Regions from separate parts of the Oryzias latipes genome. Here region 1 is linked to region 2. A link is a contact called in public Hi-C data. All regions are on one chromosome and are shown on one strand. Each heading gives the region's core, a stretch centred on a gene start, on an enhancer-like site or on the middle of the called end of the contact. The rest is flanking DNA. Distances are from core to core; before and after follow the strand shown. Region 1 holds the start of bcl9l (B-cell CLL/lymphoma 9-like protein). Region 2 holds the start of LOC105355378.

Region 1 (5,202 bases), core at 573-3,072, 160 kb after region 2:
CCCCACATTCCTGCCCTCTGTTTTCTTTTGCAGGGCTGTGTTTGTGTTGCGTGTTACAGAAAACACACCTCTCCACTCATTTCTCTCTGTAGAGCCATCACATTTCCTGAGGGTAAACCAATTTACATTCTTGTTTTGCTCTTCAGAACTGCCAGTTTCCATGACAACATAGTTTCACTTTCTCATCCTCTCTGTGCCTCAGTCCTCTCCTCTCATTTCCCACTGCGCCTTTTCTTGTGTTCTCTTGACCTTCCGTCAGTGTTTCATTTCTTTTTTTTTTCATTTTCTTTTTTTCATCCTCGCCGTCCAAAAATCCTCCCCCTCTCTCTTTCATTTCTTCCCATAATTGAGCTCGTTTCTCTGCCTGGTACATAACGGCATGATCCACGTTTCAAGGGTGGGCGGAATTCAAAGCATCTTCTGGCATTTTCATCACTAAACACAAAGGCGGCGCGCTCCGCCTGCGACTGTTTGTGTTCTGGCAGGTTGTTTTCAGGCGGGAAAAGACTGAATCGACGGCGTCTTTGAATTGATTTTGGTCTTTTTTTTTCTTTTCTTAAAAACCTGCACAGTAAAACATTTACGCACAACGGTTTGGGCAAAAATTCTCAAATATTTAATGGTTCTTTTAAAATCACAAGTATAAAATATGAAGTTTGTCAGAATACTGTTTTTTTTAATTTTTTTTATCGTATTTAGATCAAAGCAATGTTGTGTGCTGCAACCCCATACTTCATAAATGTTTGATTTTCTTTGTTTATTTCTGTATCATTTAAATGTGAATTAAAAAAAGGAGCAAACAGAACCTAGATCGTGTTTTTACAGACTTTTGACAAAAAACTCAACTGCTTTCACATATTAACGTAAAGCATGAATAAATGACCGGGTTTGCCTTAACAAGGTCCACGAAAATGTGATTATTAACCGGCTGCTGAGAGGTTTGATACCCATTAGTTCAACCCAAACTCATCCCAAAATGTGAGTTAGCTAGGTTTGTCCACAGGGATAAACGTTGCATCAAAAATGTTGAATGATCTTTTATTTGAATGTAAATAAGTTGGGTTTTTTTGGGACAAACTTCACATTTCATGGATTCAATGAGTCACGTATGTGTTTAAGATTTATGATTAAGACTAATTGTTATGGCATTGTTGACATGTGAAAGTAAATGCATGGATTTGTGTCTTTTACTTTTTTATTTTCCAATATAAATAATGACATCTTAAGTTTGATATGTAAAGATTAATATCTCATTTGTCTTCTTTTGGTTTTAATTGCTTTAAATAAATTAATTCCTTCTGTGTAAAATCTGTTTTGGTTGAGATTTTTACAATCATGTTAGTGATTTCCAGAGTAAAGTAATAAAACTTTTTTTTCTATTAATTTCTTGCAGTTTACAAACAAAAACTTTTACAGAAAAAAACGTTTTGTTTTTTTTTACAAAAGTTTTTTTTTGTTATGACTTTAAATCTTATTTTACTTTTTTTTCTGTTTACAAAAAAAGTTTGTTCACAAACAAAATGTTTCTATTTTTTAAGAGTTTTTTCTTCTTTTTACTACTAAATCTTGCCATTTTTACTTTTTTTGGTCTGGGTGCCCAACAACTTATAGTTGGGAGTTTTATTTTAAAGCAATATTTTTTCTTGTTTTTTAAGCTTTTCGCTTAAATTTTTTTTTGCTTTTTTTAATTTTAATATTGACAAAACAAAAGACTGATTTGATGTTGTTTTATGTGAACTCTCAGTCCTTTGTTTGTGGGGATAAAACTATTGATGCCTTATGTTTTTGTTTTCTTTAACTTGATGGATTTCCAGCCGCTCTTGCTGCCCGGGCCGCTAGAGGGCGCATCCACCTGAGGGGAGCAGGACTGGCGGAGCGGCGCCTGGAAGCACCGAGCATGAAGTGTCTGATCTGCCGCTGCGGCTTCAGTCTTTCACTGCCGAGTCCGATGAAATGTAGGTCAAACAGGCCGGCTGGCTTCCGTCTAAAGTGTGGTGCGTTTAGGTGCCCGTGGTTAATTGCACTGTCACGTGTGAATCATTTGAATATTGATGGCGCAGAAGCGTGTCAAACAGACGCATCCGTGCGGTGACATACGGATGCCCGTGTGGCCACACTGATTATTGTCAGATATGGACGCGCACAGAAACGCAGCCTGAACCGTGGGAGTCATGAACCACTGCGAGGTGACGCGTCCTCTGATTTCAACAGAAACTTCCACCTAGACACGCCGATGTCGCTCCTCGGCGCCTGAGCCCCGTTCCGACCACCACGTCCCCCTATCAACGACGCGATCGGGACCCTTTTGGCGCAGTGAGACCGCGGCGGCTGCGGCCACTCCGGGGAATGTCGGCTGGCTGCTGTCAGTCCTGACATCGGCCTCTTCTGATCTCCATATGGGGTAAAGTACACCACATTTCCCGACACTGTCACCGCCGGCCCCGCCGCGTTTCGCAGCCGCCCTTCGGTGCGAGCGGAGCCGCCTAACTTTCTGCGCTTTTACACAAGTCAGCGCGACGCTAACAAAGTTCGAATCCCGGCACGAGCGCGTAGCTTAGCGGCGGATTAGCATGCTAAGTTAGCTCGCGGAGCGGGGCTGGCAGCCCGGCGCCGACAGCCCCAGCAGGGGTTCACGGCGGGGGCAGGAGCGCTGACGGCCCCCAGCAGGACCGCGGGGCTCCCGCATCCGTGCGTGTTAAGACAAATACGTATTAAAAATAAAAATTAGCTCGTAAGCTAGCTAAAGTGGCAGCATTAGAATGTCTTTGTGCTGAACGGGGATGTTTGTCACTGCAGGCACGCGGAGCCTCAAAATCACACCTCCATCATTAAAACTGCCCCCCCCCCCCCCTGCACTCACTAAATGCTGGAAAGATTCATTAACATTTATTTGACTTATTACATGAATAACAGTTCTGACGCACTCCATTTGCTATATATATATATATATATATATATATATATATATATATATATATATATATATATATATATATATATAAATGAAATGAAACATTTCTTTTATTGTGTGTGTGTGCGTGTGTGCGCGCGCGCGCGCTGTCCTAGTCTTTTAAAGTACTGGCCCCCCCCCGTGGTGACCCCGCCTGACCAGCCTGTTGAATGTGCTGCGCCTGAACAGGTCTCAAACACCTACAACTTTGCTCTCCTGCTGCCGCGTGCCTGCGCACGCGCGGCAGACACCGCCTGCGCATGTAGATATCCTGGTGGACTATATATAGCATCTTAACAGAGTTTGCAACTTGATCCGAATTGTCTTCTGCAGCTCTTTTCCACTGGAGGTGAAGCGTCTCTGGGCTCCGAGCATCCTACTTTTCAGGAAATGAGGTTTTGTTCTCACGTTTACGCTTCATGTGACGTCACTGAAGCATTTATTTAAGCCTGTTTTGGTTTTGCTTGCTCATTTGAATGTGCTTTGTCTGCACATGTCCTCTTAACTAAAGAGTGGCTGGGGAAGTATGGAAAGCAAAAAGCGACAAAATTCAACGACTTGAAAAAAAAAATCCATCCAGAAAATTTTGTTTAAAAGAATTAATCATTATCACTACAATGTTTTTTTTCTTTTGTATTATTATACTATCATTATATCATTACTCTATAGGTAACAGGACCTAAAGGCCTCTAAAATGCACCACAAATGCAGGCGACTGAGAGAAACGAAAGAAGAAACAAAATAGAATCATTAAAGCAATAAAAAGATACAAAACAAAGGAATTTAAGAGTAAAAATAACACAAATGTATAAAACGTGAACATTTTGTTGACACCAATATTTATTTAAGGCAAATACAAAGAAAATAATATAAAAGCTAAAGAATAAGTGAGCACAGATGCCTAGTAATAATGTTAAAATAATTTAATAAAGTTGCAGGTAAGAAAAAAAGATGACTAATTTAAAAGGAGGAAAAATCTACATTAGAATAGTTGAAAATTAGGAGAAAATATATTTAGAAATATATAAAAAACCAACATATTACTTGTATTTTTACAAAATATTTGTCTTACCGATGTGATTTAAATTTTTTTTTACAGAAATTCTTTTTACCTTTTAATTTAGAAAGGAATGATGCATTGCAGGTTTTTTTAAAATCTAATTTCCATTAAAATTATCTTTGGATACTAAAAGAACATTTGAAAAATATTCAATAGTTTCAAATAAAGAGCCTATATAATGCTTTTAAGCCTCTTGGAATAATCTCTATCCCTAAATATGATCATATATGACCTTTGGCACACTAACGAATGGTTTTTGTTTGATGAAGTAGGAGTTATTTTTGCAGCTCTTTTTCCAACCCGGGAGAAAGACGACTTGATCTCTGAGGCTCCGCCTTTCGCTCCGTGTGGGTGCCGCCCATTTCATGACATCATCCTAACGCCGGCCTCGGCAGCGTGTCTTTTGTTTCGCCCTCGAAAACATCTGAACAAATGACGGCGTGTTGCCGATCACCGCTTGCTGTCCTCTTTGGAAAAAGTTAGGAGAAGACTAAGCAGTCGCGTTCAAGTCCCATTTCTGGAAATTCTGGTAAATTATTTCCCTCCACGACGATGTTTCAGGGCAGGAACTTCATTCTACAATAAAGGCGTTTGTTTGTAATAGGAGAAAAAGGAAAGTTTTACTTTGTGACAAGGCAGGAAAATCTCCAAACGTTGGGATTTTCCAGAATCCGTAGTGTTTTGGAGACTTCCCCCACATCCTTGTTGAGTGGGTGTGGCGGCTCCTTCCCGTCCTCTCCAAGCTCCCACTGCGTCCAAAGTGCTTCTAATCTACTCAGGTGATCTGAGAGCTTTGGGGTGAGTTACAGGGAGCACGGCAAAGGTGAGCCATGAAAGAATAATGTGACACTGAGAGCGTTTCCTAACGACGGGACGCTGCAAGGCGGCTGAATGAAAGCGGCCCTTCTCCCGGCGTTCCGTTGAACACGGTGACCTCGGCGCCGGTGGGTTTCTCTCTTTGGTTTGCCCTGCATAAGCGGAAAGTGGCGTGGATGTGTTGAGTCATAGCAGGGACGTTCAGGCGGACCGGTGAGAACGCCCCTGGTCATTTGAAGTCCATCACGGAAACAGCGAATCAACCATTGAAGCTCGTTTTTAGGAAAAAGATCAGGGGTGCACATTTGTTTCTGCTTCCCATTCAGACAATTTAGAGCTTAAAAATTTCAATTTTTTGAGGGAAAAAAAAAAAAAA
Region 2 (4,979 bases), core at 300-2,799:
CTGCGCCGGTCTGAATACACCAGTCCTTTTAACCCCAGGGGTTAACCTTTGGAAAGTGTTTACTTTAAGTGGTTACTCCTGCTCCTCCGAAGGGCACCAGCCGGCCGCTCAGCCCCACCACCCAGCAGGCGAGCCAGGAGCTGACCCCCGTCACCTTAGCCCAGAGTCAGAGCAGCAGCCAGCAGCAGGGGACCGTGCAGCACACCTACATACCTGGAAACTGGAACTACCGAGGCTACAGTGAGTCCCGGCCTCCTGTTTGTTTGTTTGTTTGTTGATGCACATGAGAGTCATTTTAACTGTTTGCTCCTCCAGCGTCAGAGATCCAGATGATGACTCTACCTCATACACAGTACGTCATAGCTGAAGCCAGCACCCCGGTGTCTGGAGTCGGTAGCAACCAGGTGAAAACGGTGAGAAAGCGCTGACATGCCCCTCCTCCTGCACCTCTTCATCTACCTCCCTACGCATCTCTTGATGCACCTCCTCATTTATGTCTTCATACATCTCCTCATTTACCTCCTTATTTACCTATTCATGCATCTTCTCATGGGTCAGTGCATTGAGCAGATGTGGTTTGGGGTTCAAATCCCAGTCTTTCAAGAAATTGATACATTACTCCAGATGAAGCATCTGCCTAATGTTTATGTGTGTCTGTGCGGTGAAATGAGCAAATTCCATCGTCCCCTGTCCCGCTGTCGTCCCTGTAGACACACTACGTCATCTCCGAGGGTCAGACTGATCTGGAGACCAAACAAGCCGCTCCTCAGAGCGCCGCCCAAACCGAGCACCTGGAGCAGCAGCCGGTGACGCAGCAGTACATCATCACCACAACCACCAACGGCAGCGGGGCCGGAGAGGTCCACATCACCAAACCGTGACTCAGCTGCAGGCCAACAGGGCGATTCCGCCCGGCCTCCTGAGCAGCTCCACAAAACAAACGCACTTCAGCCCCCGTGGGTGTGGATCTGCACACGGAGGCGGGACCGAATGGCTCTGCCCAAATATCAACCGAGCTGCTAGAACTTTAACGGAAAGGTCAAATGTGAAGCTGTTGTTTTCAAATGACATTAACAATGAAGAATAAAACTAGTTTTAAATAAAGCACTGGAAGGCAGAGCTGGACAGTAGATGTTTTCTTCTCGGTAAACTTGAATTTTGAAGCTGCTTACTAACATCTTAGTGACACGAACCACAGTTCTGCTCGGAATAAATATTGAGATATCCTCATATCTGTTCTGTTACAGACATGTGTTCAAGTGTTGTGTTTGGAAACGACAGAGAAATCTAGAATGAAGTGTTGGAGCTGGTTGTGGAGAAAATGTTCTCCTTCTGTGTGCAGGATTGTTTTGTCTAGGAGATGTGATTCAGAATCGTCTATTTTAATATCTGAATCTTTGTCACTGTTTGTGTTTTTATAGTAAAATATACCAAAAACCCCTGAACTTTGTTCTTCAGCATTCCTGGTTGTCACCAACTGTTTTTGCTTCACATCGGGCTACATTTATGCCTCCCACAGAACACAGAGTTTCATCGCTTTCTCCAAATCCACAAATCACAAGTGGACTGGACTCCCAAGAACCCTCAAGGAGTCTGTGAGTTGTATATCTGATCCCAGAGTCCTGAATCAGAGGTTCCATCAGCCAAATTTTCCTTCCCTATGTTCTGGAGCAGATATGGAAGGCCATCCCCTCTCAGGAGGGACCACCATCCTGGGACTGCCCCCAACCATGGCGTGGTCTCACAGCGAGAAGGCCCCAGCTCAAATCCCACACCTCTGTGTGGAGCCTGCATGCTCTCCCCATTGACCCTCCCTGGACACTCCGGCTTCCCCCCACACAGTCCAAAAACATGCTTCATAGGTTGATTGATTACACCAAATTGTCCCTACATGTGAGTGAGTGGCTCTGCGACAGGATGGTGTACCCCGCCTTCACCAGACAGTATCAACACTGTGAGCCCCAAAAGGAATTAAGCAGGTTAGAAAAATGGAATAATTTATATTTGGAAAATTAAAGATGGTGCCCTTTTTCTGAGGTCAGAGGTCAATGAAATTTCAGTTGTGGCTGTAGACCTAAGCTGATGGCACATGTGAGAAATTTTGTGACGATCGCTTTTCCTAAATTAGAGGAAATGTTAAAAAAAAAAAAAAGAAATAATTGCCAAATTTCTCACTCGCCATAGGTCCTGTGGCCATCCCATAATCATTTCAAAACTTCTTTTGGATATCCCCAACACTTGTTTGAGTTTTGTTAGTGAATTTTGAACTATTTTTTTGTTTACTCCCATGAAAAAGTTTTGGCCTCATTCTTTTTTTTGGGGGGGGATATTTTGCCTGCTGTGATGTCATTGTTTTTGTTTTTTTCCACAGGCTTCTGTGTTTTTGCAAATGTTCTGAGTTTCCACATATTTGTCTGTTCTGAATCATTCTGCCTCTGAACTTCTCTTTTGTTTCCTGTTGGGAGATGTGAAAACCAAGGGAGGTGCTGCTCTGAGTGTCAGGGTGGGGCAGGGAGTTGAGCACATTCCTTTCTTGCAGGGAATGTAGAAAAAGACAAAAAGCAAAGCTTTCAAGCCGGACCTGTCCAACCTGCCGTCCACACGTCGGGCTCATTCTGAGCAGAGGAGCCAAAGAGGAGCTTCTCTTCATCTGACGCAGCATGTCAGGACGACTGTCATGTGTTTAACAGCCACTTTCCTCACATGTCAGAGCGGGAACACAGAATGTGGTGGTGGGGACCTGAGAGACAACACACAGGTAAGACAACATTTGACTTCTGATGCTGCTTGAAGATAAACTTTACCCCAAAGTAATGCAGGTTTGCTGGTCTGTTAGTGCGGATGTCTTGACAGGATTCATGTTTCACCTCAGAGTCCTGCAAACTTCAGATGAATCAGACACTTGGGTCTCTCAAGACGCTTCAACTCTGGTTGAGCTTGGCTCCAGCAGGTGTAATGTGGTGGATCTGCCAGCTGGAGGCGCTGCTTCACTCCTCTGCGTCCCAGGTGGAGGTGTGCTCCAGGCTGCTGTTGGTGTGTCTGCTGTGCGTGGTGCTGGCGGTCTCTTTGCGGGCCCTGAGGCACCGCCTGGGGCCCCGGCAGAGCCAGGTGAGCTCAGCTTCAGCACTTCACATCCCTGCTCAGCTCCTGCTGGTTTCTCAGCTGATTCTGCTTCAATTCAGCAGGAAACAAAATCCAAACAGCATCAGGGAGCTGTTCATTTAAGCAGGAATAACCACAATGTATGGTAAGGTCAAACGACTTAATACTTCTTTGAAGAAAAGGCCTTTAGAATGCTGGAAAATACTTTTTTTGTTCCTCCAGGATGGCCGAAAACAGAATCCCAGATCTCCAAGTTCCTGTTTCCGTCGCTCTGGCAGACTCTGTGCTCCTCTGTGTCCTTCAGGAGCCCCTCCAGGACCCCAGTGTGGCCAACATCGAAGCTCTCCTCTCCAGGTTAGAGGTATGTCGCTTCCACGTCCTGTGGAGCACCTCAAGGATCCCTTCTTGGACCTTTGCTGTTCAACGCAGCCATGGTGCTTCATATGCAGACAGTCGGTCTCACACCTTCACAATGCTCCTCTGGACTTTCTCAGAGCAGGTGTAACTCCAGATCCCATTTCTAGAAGAATAAGAGGCAAAAATCTATTCAGAAATTGTTTGGTTTTTAGCTCATGATGTAAAATGTGACTCAAATTTCTTCACATTTCAATCTTTAAAGACCAATTCTGAAGGAAATTGTGCTTTGGGTGTTTCTTGTAGCATTTTCTTGTGACATTCTTTGATGATGGAGGACATATTTACAAAGAAAATGAGGCCTAAAATTACTTCTCTGAGTCAAATCGTTGTGAATAAGAAGCAGATTTAAAAATGTCGTTCAAAAAGGGGGTGTGGTCCAAAGATCCCTGCTCTGCTCCATTCTGATGCATTCACTTGTAGACGACTAGTTCCATCTATGTGTTCCTCGTTTGAGCTGGCATCTGGATCAACGCTGTACGCCAGGATTGGTTTGGTATTGTTTGCCATTTTTGTCGGTTGCTGTGCGTGATGGGCTGTAAGCCAGCGGGAGAGTGTGTAAACAGAGAGCTCTCGGTGCGGGGAAGGGGGCGGGATTGCTTTACGGCTACTTTCCCGCCCACAATCAGAGGAAAATATCTGACGAACTCCTGTCGCTCTGCAGTAACAATGTCATAGAAAACGAAAGTTTTTTTTTTTTTTAAAAAAGCAAAATCATAATAAAAAGACCACTGGGAACAGTTTAACAATAGATCAAAAGGTGATCTGAGTGGGTTCTTAAGACTTTTTTCTTTGAGTTTGACATCTTATCAGCTACATTTTTGTCTTCATGCTTCAATCAAAAAAAAAAACAACCTCAAGTTAAAGAGTTTGAAAGGCGCTTTATGAATAAAGATGCCTCTAAAAGGGATAAATCTGCAGCCTGCAGCTATACACACTTCTTTAACCGTTTAAAGCTTTTGCAGATGACTTCATGCAGACCAGACGGGGTGGTTAGGAACGTGCAGGTATTCTAGCCAACGGTGATGCCTGCAGTCCCAGCACGGCTGCATCCTGAAGTGAACCTGCAGAGGAAACTTCAAGCGATTCAGTCAGCGGCTCTGACTGCTCTGTTCTCCTTCAGGCAGTGTCTCAGTCTCTGGAGAAGATCGGCCTCGGATCAGAAGCAAAACCAGAGAACGGATGCGGCGCGCTGTCAAACATAGTAAAGCTGACCTCCGACTACCTGCGGGACAGGCGAGGCTCCACCTCCTCAGAAAACGTAAATAAAAATGCTGCAGACTGAGTTTTGTTTTATTCACATCTCTTGTCCCCCCCTGCAGGAATAGGATTTTGCACGCTCTCATCCAGGTGCAGGCAGGTTTTGAAGCCAGCGTGGAGGATATGCTGCAGGGCCTGGACGGCTTCTGGAAGCAGCTGGAGGAGCTGCATGCGGGGGTCACGCTGTCCAAACGGGAAGGTCA

The links. Hi-C and Micro-C count contacts between places; a contact is called where the count stands out from the background.
Region 1: a contact with region 2 is called in a Hi-C map of embryo, with 2.7 times the contacts expected there. The contact joins the promoter of bcl9l here to the promoter of LOC105355378 in region 2. A contact is called at or near these places in 5 of 5 Hi-C or Micro-C datasets (embryo, fibroblasts and gastrula embryo).

Annotation. Positions count from the first base shown.
Region 1 is chr13:5,340,689-5,345,890 of ASM223467v1, forward strand. It overlaps bcl9l (B-cell CLL/lymphoma 9-like protein), which reads left to right and starts at 1,823. Exons shown (of 9, transcript XM_023961630.1): 1 at 1,823-1,955.
Region 2 is chr13:5,184,189-5,189,167 of ASM223467v1, forward strand. It overlaps LOC105355378, which reads left to right and starts at 1,550. Exons shown (of 9, transcript XM_020708082.2): 1 at 1,550-2,758; 2 at 2,873-3,108; 3 at 3,186-3,247; 4 at 3,325-3,463; 5 at 4,640-4,752; 6 at 4,839-4,979. The coding sequence starts at 2,704. prdm10 (PR domain zinc finger protein 10) reads left to right here. Exons shown (of 24, transcript XM_011482281.3): 22 at 93-240; 23 at 316-413; 24 at 711-1,117. The coding sequence ends at 881.